2 separate regions of the Cricetulus griseus genome follow, and region 2 is linked to region 1. The links are chromatin contacts, called in public Hi-C maps. All regions are on one chromosome and are shown on one strand. The core of a region is the stretch at or near the end of the contact, and the rest is flanking DNA. Distances in the headings are between cores, read along the strand shown. Region 1 holds the start of Slc9a3r1 (Na(+)/H(+) exchange regulatory cofactor NHE-RF1). Region 2 holds the start of LOC100771832 (40S ribosomal protein S27-like).

Region 1 (3,267 bases), core at 448-2,947:
CAGTTTTCCCCACTAATCCCCAGCTCTCTGTCTCTTTCCTGCTCCTTCCTTTAACTTCAGACCAATACTAGGGCCAAAACTGTTTCATCTCCTCCTCTTCCACTAAATCAGGAAAAAAGGGTGTGGGAAGTTGTCCATTTCTGGGTGAGCCAATGTAATATGTACAAAACAAAGCACTTTGGTCCATTTTGGGTATGGAGAAGGGCAAGCAGCAAGGAGGTCCTATAGGCCCAAGGCCATGCATCTCCCAAAGCCCTGACCTCACCCTTAGAAGGACTCTGGAGGTGTGTAGATCCATGACCCGCAGGCAGGCAACTTTACTGCTGTTCTGTAGGCTGGGCAGAGACTGGGACTCCAAGAAAGTATGCATAGCACATTTATGAGGTTACTGCATTTGCTTTCAAGGCAAAATCTTGCTCTCTGAACAGAGTCAGCACTCTTAACTTGGGTTGATAAGGAAGGTCTCTGTGACCTCTCACAGGCAGATAGAGGAGGAGCCTGGGCTTGCCTGTTCTCTTCTGGGACTCTGAGCAGGTTGCAGGAACTCCATTTGTGTTTTTCAGAATTAAATTGCAGTATTTTGGCAAGTATACCTTGGCGTTTCTTCTCTCTGTTCCCAGAGGACGAGGGACCGTGTTGGAAAGTTTGTTACTTGGCATTTTGTGGAAAAGTGTTACCCAATGCTCAAATCATTCCATCCTCATTCTTCCTCATTCTTTGGTGTCCTCATAGGCTCACCTCACCCTTAACTGACTGCTCTCCCCCAGACCAGCATCTTTTAGAGCCAGAGTGAGCTGGAAAGCTTATCTCACAATCCAAGTCATTTTTCTTTCTCTGTTGATAAAAGCCAGGCCTCCATTCCCTCCAGAGTGAATCCTGAGATTGACTACCAAGCTGCCTCTCCCCGCCCCCTCTCCCGAACCAAAGGCAGCTGCCAAAACCAAGCCTTTTATTTATTATTTACTGATCTACCCTCTGGCAGCCTGTCTTCCAGGTGGGCTGCTAGGAGCCTTGGCCCCTCTGCCCCGCCCTGCACGTTCCTAGAAGGGATCAAAGCCCAAACTTTCCCTTTACGCCAAGTCCTGGGATAGCACAGTGACTCCACAAGTAGAAACTTTGTTACTTAAACAACCTCGCTGCTGAGTTATTCTGTTACAGTTACTCTGTTACAGTGTTACTGTGTTACAGAAGACATCCGTCCGGTTCTTAAGCTGGCCCCGGGGAGGGGGAGGAGTGAGTGTAGGGGGGGGTGGGTTGGTTTCCTAGGCAACTGTCGCTCCCCTCGCCCCCCCCCGCAGCCAAGCTGTGCAATAAATAGGCTTTCGCTGACGGCGGTTAAAGCGTTGAGGATTCTTTACCCCGAGACTGGCACTTCTAAATCCCCCTCCACGACGTGAAAACCAGAGCGTAGTCCACGAGGCCCTTGGGCTCAGTACCTGGAACCCGGCCCCGGCCCCAGCCCGGGCCCCGCCCCATCGGCCCAACTCCCCACTTGGTAACAAACACTTCCACTTCCTGGGCTCTCTTTTCTTCTCCCGCTGCGGGGAGCCGCGCCGAGTGCAAGCCACACCCCCACCATTCTGATTGGCCAGAATTATTCGCCCCGGCCCAAGAGCCGGATCTTGTGGCTTCTGATTGGTCCAGGGTGATCCACACCCACGGCACAGCCCCGCCCCCGACTTTAGGAGCTGGGGCGGGCTGTGGAACGCTCAGACGCCGCGCAGGGCGGGGATTGGCCCGCTCCCTTCCTGTGCGTTCGCTGCAGCCGTTCCTGGGACACCTGCTCACGGTGCCCCGTACTGTGCTCAGCTCCCAACTTGAGCTCCGCGGCGCGGGGAGAAAGGCCGTGCGTCCCCGGCCTCCGACGGGAACCGTGCTGAGCGTTCTCCGGGCAAGATGAGCGCGGACGCGGCGGCCGGGGAGCCCCTGCCCCGGCTCTGCTGCCTGGAGAAGGGTCCGAACGGTTACGGCTTCCACCTACACGGGGAGAAGGGCAAGGTGGGCCAGTTTATCCGGCTGGTGGAGCCCGGCTCGCCCGCCGAGAAGTCGGGGCTGCTGGCCGGGGACCGACTGGTGGAGGTGAACGGCGAGAACGTGGAGAAGGAGACGCATCAGCAGGTGGTGAGCCGCATCCGCGGGGCGCTCAACGCCGTGCGCCTGCTGGTGGTCGACCCCGAGACGGACGAGCATCTCAAGAAGCTGGGCGTCCCGATCCGGGAGGACCTGCTGCGCTCCCAGAAGTCCGAACAAGCCGAGCCGCCGGCCGCCGCTGACGCGCAGGCTACAGACCAGAATGAGGCCGAAAAGAGCCACCTGGAACGGGTAAGTGCGGGTATGAGACTGGGATTCCGGAGAGACTCGGGCGCCCCGGACGTCCAGCACTTATTCTGAAACTCGAGCAGCGAGGAGGAAACGGCTTCTGCCCTCTGACCCGAAAGCCATCGCAGTTCCTGAGGCAAGCCTCGGACTGCGACCCGACCCCATCGCCCTATCCAGGGTCGCTGGGGAGCAGAGCGCCTTTGCCGCCTGCACTTTCGGTTCCCTTGAACTCTGGGGAGGCGACGCAAAGGAATTCAGTCTCCTTCTCGGCTCCCATTGGATTCTGTCCCCCATCCCGCACTCCCTGGAGCCCTTTCCTGGGCTATCCCTGCCTGCAGCCAAGCTCTCTCGCTCTGTCTCTCTGTCTCTGTCTCCCTCCATCCCGCGTCAGTACTTGTGGACAGTAGCTGAAATTGGCGTGGATGCTGAGTAACAAGAGGTCCCTGGGAAGGACCTCGAAGTCCTACCCGCACCACCTCGGATCCCTAGTTTGTACATCATGAACTCATACCTATTGGACTTCATCCTTCTCTAGTCTTAAAGTGACTTCTAAGAAAGAGAGGAAGTCCCAGCGTCTCCGAGCGAGGGTGGGGGTGGGGTACAGGGAGGAGGCGCAGAGACATCTTGGGGGTGGTGGCTCTGCCACCCTGGAGGATTTATGATCCTCTGGAATGTGAGGAGTAAGCGCTCGCTAGTTGGTATCTGGGAGCCTGGTGGGAGGACCTTAGAAGAGGAGGAGAAGGAGAAAGATGGTTGGGGGAGGGAGCAGTCATACGGCCAGGCAGAGTCCACCGTGGGCAAGTGGTCTCGCCTTAGTATGGTCACTGCTCACTCCAGCGTCTTCATAGCAAGCCGCCTAGTTGGTTTTGCCTGTGTTTGGTATTTACCACAAACAACCCCAGTTTGGATCAGCTGCTGGAGGGGCAGCTGGCAAAACAGGAGCTGTTG
Region 2 (3,267 bases), core at 503-3,002, 230 kb after region 1:
ACCTGTGTAATTAAATGTAGGGCACGATAACAAGCATGTGAATCTCAAGCTGGGGCTGTGGTGATGGGTGGATCCCGCCCTGGCAGAGTCAGCCACCCTGCGTCTAGTAGAAGCCTGTCTGAATAAACAAGGTGGGTAGCTTGTTGAGGTCATCCTTGGACCTCCACACGTATACACACACACACACATCAACATACACACATGTACACAGATACAGAAGGACCAAAGGCAGCTGAGGAGGAGTGATTGGCTCTGCCTGGGATGTATAGAAGGGCAGGTCCTTGGATGTGGCAGAGAATTCTAGGACTTGTATATCTGCACACCAGAAGAGGGCACCAGATCTTACCATGTGGTTGCTGGGAATTGAACTCAGGAAGAGCAGTCGGTGCTCTTAACCTCTGAGCCATCTCTCCAGCCCATGTCTGTTCTTAATTCCATGTCCTCCATCTACAAGGTTCCCAGCAGCAGTGAGGAGGCTGTCCCTGTCTCCTTAAGACTTCCCCTGGGGTGGGGCTTGAGAGATGGCTAAGAGGTTGAGAGTGTTTGCTGCTCTAGAGCCAGGGTTTGGTTCCCAGCACTCACAGTGAGTGGCTCACAATCACCCAGTTCTGGGGGATCCAGCTCCCTCTTTTTGCCTCCTCAGGCACCTACACACACACACACACACACACACACACACACACACACACACACACATCAATCTTAACATTTTCATTGTAGGCCTAGCTCTTAATGGCTGAGCCATCTCCCCAGCCCTGACAATCTTGAAAACAAACAAAAATACATCTCCCATGGGTGGTTCGTCCTATTCCAGGCTGACAGAAACCATTGAGCGCCTGCAGTCCCAGGTTGAGGAGCTGCAGGCCCAGGTGGAGCAACTGAGAGGCCTGGAGCAGCTTCGGGTTCGCCGGGAAAAGCGGGAGCGCAGGAGAACCATCCATACTTTCCCCTGCCTGAAGGAGCTGTGCACAAGCCCCCGGTAGGCAAGGGCCCTGGCGTGTCTTTGAATCCCAAGAGTTCTGGCTGAAGGACAAAGAGGGAGCATGGTGGACAGTTGTCGGGGAGGAGGATTGTGTCTGATCCAAGCCATCAGGATGCTTGCTAAGGACAGCCATGGTGTACTATACTAACGTAACAGTCATCACATCCATTCTGCCTACAAGTTAGATGAGAAAAATCTAAGTTTGGTGGTTACATGGCTCACCCAGTGTGTCATGTGTTTAGAGCTTGGCCCAGCCAGGCTTCTAACCTAGCAGGGGTCCAGCACTGTGCCTTTTGGTTCCCATTAAATCTTTTTTGTGTTTATCCAAAAATGTGTTTATTGGGATGGTTCCCACTCATCGGGAATCGGGTGCTTTTCAGTGCTGCTTCCTCCTGAAGGAGCATTCTTCTGTCAGCCTTGCTTTTCTGCCTGTGGGCTGACAGAAGACAGTGGAGCAGCCAACACACAAGACTACTGTTTGTGCATGGCTAAAGACCGTGGTGACCTTATAGCATCCTGGGCACTTCACATCCGTAAAGTAGGAATTGGGGCTCTGCACCAGGCATTTTTTCTTGTGTTTCCTCTTTTCGTCTTCTGGAGAGGGGTGAAGGAGATCCTTTTCGAGAGGCATGTTCTCATAGGGAGGTGGTCACAACCGGAAAAGCTCCCATTAAATCTTAATTCAACAACTACTTAATGTAAGAATACAGGACTGAGGATGTAGCTCAGTTGTATAGGTACTTGCCTAGAATGTGAGTTGCCCTGGGTTCGATCCTCAGCCTAAAACAGGAGAAAGACAGATTAACAAAGAGGATCAAGATGAGGCTGGAAATGGGGCTCAGTTGGGAGCCCATTTAACACTCACAAGGCCTTGAGATTGATTCCCAACACCTCCTAGGAGTGGTGAAGCACACGTGTAATCCCAGCATTTACAAGGTGGAGGCAGGAGAATTGAGAGGTCACAGTCATCCTCAAGCTAGAGAGTTCAAAGTCAAACTGAACTGTCTAAGGTCCTGTTTAGCCAGGGGGTGGTGGCACATGTCTTTAATCGCAGCACTCGGGAGGCAGAGGCAGACGGATCTCTGAGTTTGAGGCCAGCCTGGTCTATGGTGAAAGTTCTAGGACAGCCAGAGCTGTTACACAGAGGAATCCTGTCTAAAAAATAAAATAAAAATAAAGATTAAGAAGTGTGTGTGTGTGTGTGTGTGTGTGTGTATGTGTGGAAACTAGGCCCAGGGTTGCAACAGAACAGGGCCACTACCATCCCTAGGCCTCAGTGTCTAGAGGAAGAGAGATTAATTACCATCTCTAGAAGGTATGGAGCCGTCTGTCTGGCCAGCACCAACCAGGGAAAGAGCTTAGACATACCCAGAGAACTCCCTTTGTTCCCACCTTCAACCGTCCCTTGCTGAAGAATCCTAGATGAATCCATGTGGGTCAGCATCCTCAGACACAGCCCGGAGAGAAAGTTAGAAGGGTGGGTGGTGCCTCAGAGGGGCAGAAGGAAGAGACAGGTGGACAAGGCAACCCAGTGTCTGACACTTTGGTCCAGGCCGTGGCCATGACTTAACTATCACTTCTGTCCCCTAGCAGGTGTGAAGATGCCTTCCGCCTGCACAGTTCCTCATTGGAGCTGGGCCCTCGGCCCCTGGAGCAGGAGAATGAACGACTGCAGACCTTGGTGGGGGTGCTGCGTTCCCAGGTGAGCCAGGAGCGACAGCGCAAGGATCGTGCAGAGCGCGAGTACACAGTGGTGCTCCAGGAGTACACGGAGCTGGAGCGACAGCTGTGTGAGATGGAGGGCTGTCGCCTGCGCGTGCAGGAGCTGGAGGCCGAGCTGCTGGAGCTGCAGCAGATGAAGCAGGCCAAGACCTACCTGCTGGCCCGGGATGAGCACCTGGCCGAGGCTTTGCTGGCGCCCCTCACTCAGGCCCCTGAGGCTGATGACCCCCAGCCAGGCAGTGGGGATGCCTCCAATGCCCAGGATGGTGTCTCCTCGCCTGCAGCCTCCCCCAGCCACGCAGTGCGCAAAAGCTGCAGTGACACTGCGCTCAATGCCATCGTGGCCAAAGACCCAGCCAGCCGTCATGCTGGCAACCTCACGCTGCACGCCAACAGCGTGCGCAGGCGCGGTATGTCTATCCTGAGGGAGGTGGATGAGCAGTACCACGCGCTCCTGGAGAAATATGAGGAGCTCCTGAGCAAATGCCGGCAGCATGGTGCCGGGGTGCGGCACGCGGGCGTGCAGACCTCGCGGCCCATCTCCAGGGACAGTTCATGGAGGG

What was found. Hi-C and Micro-C count contacts between places; a contact is called where the count stands out from the background.
Region 2: a Hi-C map of the CHO-K1 cell line shows a contact between it and region 1, with 4 times the contacts expected there. The contact joins the promoter of LOC100771832 here to the promoter of Slc9a3r1 in region 1. A contact is called at or near these places in 2 of 8 Hi-C or Micro-C datasets (both in the CHO-K1 cell line).

The regions. Positions count from the first base shown.
Region 1 is chr7:127,771,252-127,774,518 of CriGri-PICRH-1.0, forward strand. It overlaps Slc9a3r1 (Na(+)/H(+) exchange regulatory cofactor NHE-RF1), which reads left to right and starts at 1,698. Exons shown (of 6, transcript XM_027425734.2): 1 at 1,698-2,322. The coding sequence starts at 1,897. Rab37 (ras-related protein Rab-37) reads left to right here. Exons shown (of 9, transcript XM_027425742.2): 9 at 1-590.
Region 2 is chr7:127,999,066-128,002,332 of CriGri-PICRH-1.0, forward strand. It overlaps LOC100771832 (40S ribosomal protein S27-like), which reads right to left and starts at 1,753. Exons shown (of 1, transcript XM_027425721.2): 1 at 1,359-1,753. The coding sequence starts at 1,613. The coding sequence ends at 1,359. It overlaps Cdr2l (cerebellar degeneration-related protein 2-like), which reads left to right. Exons shown (of 4, transcript XM_027425720.2): 4 at 2,576-3,267.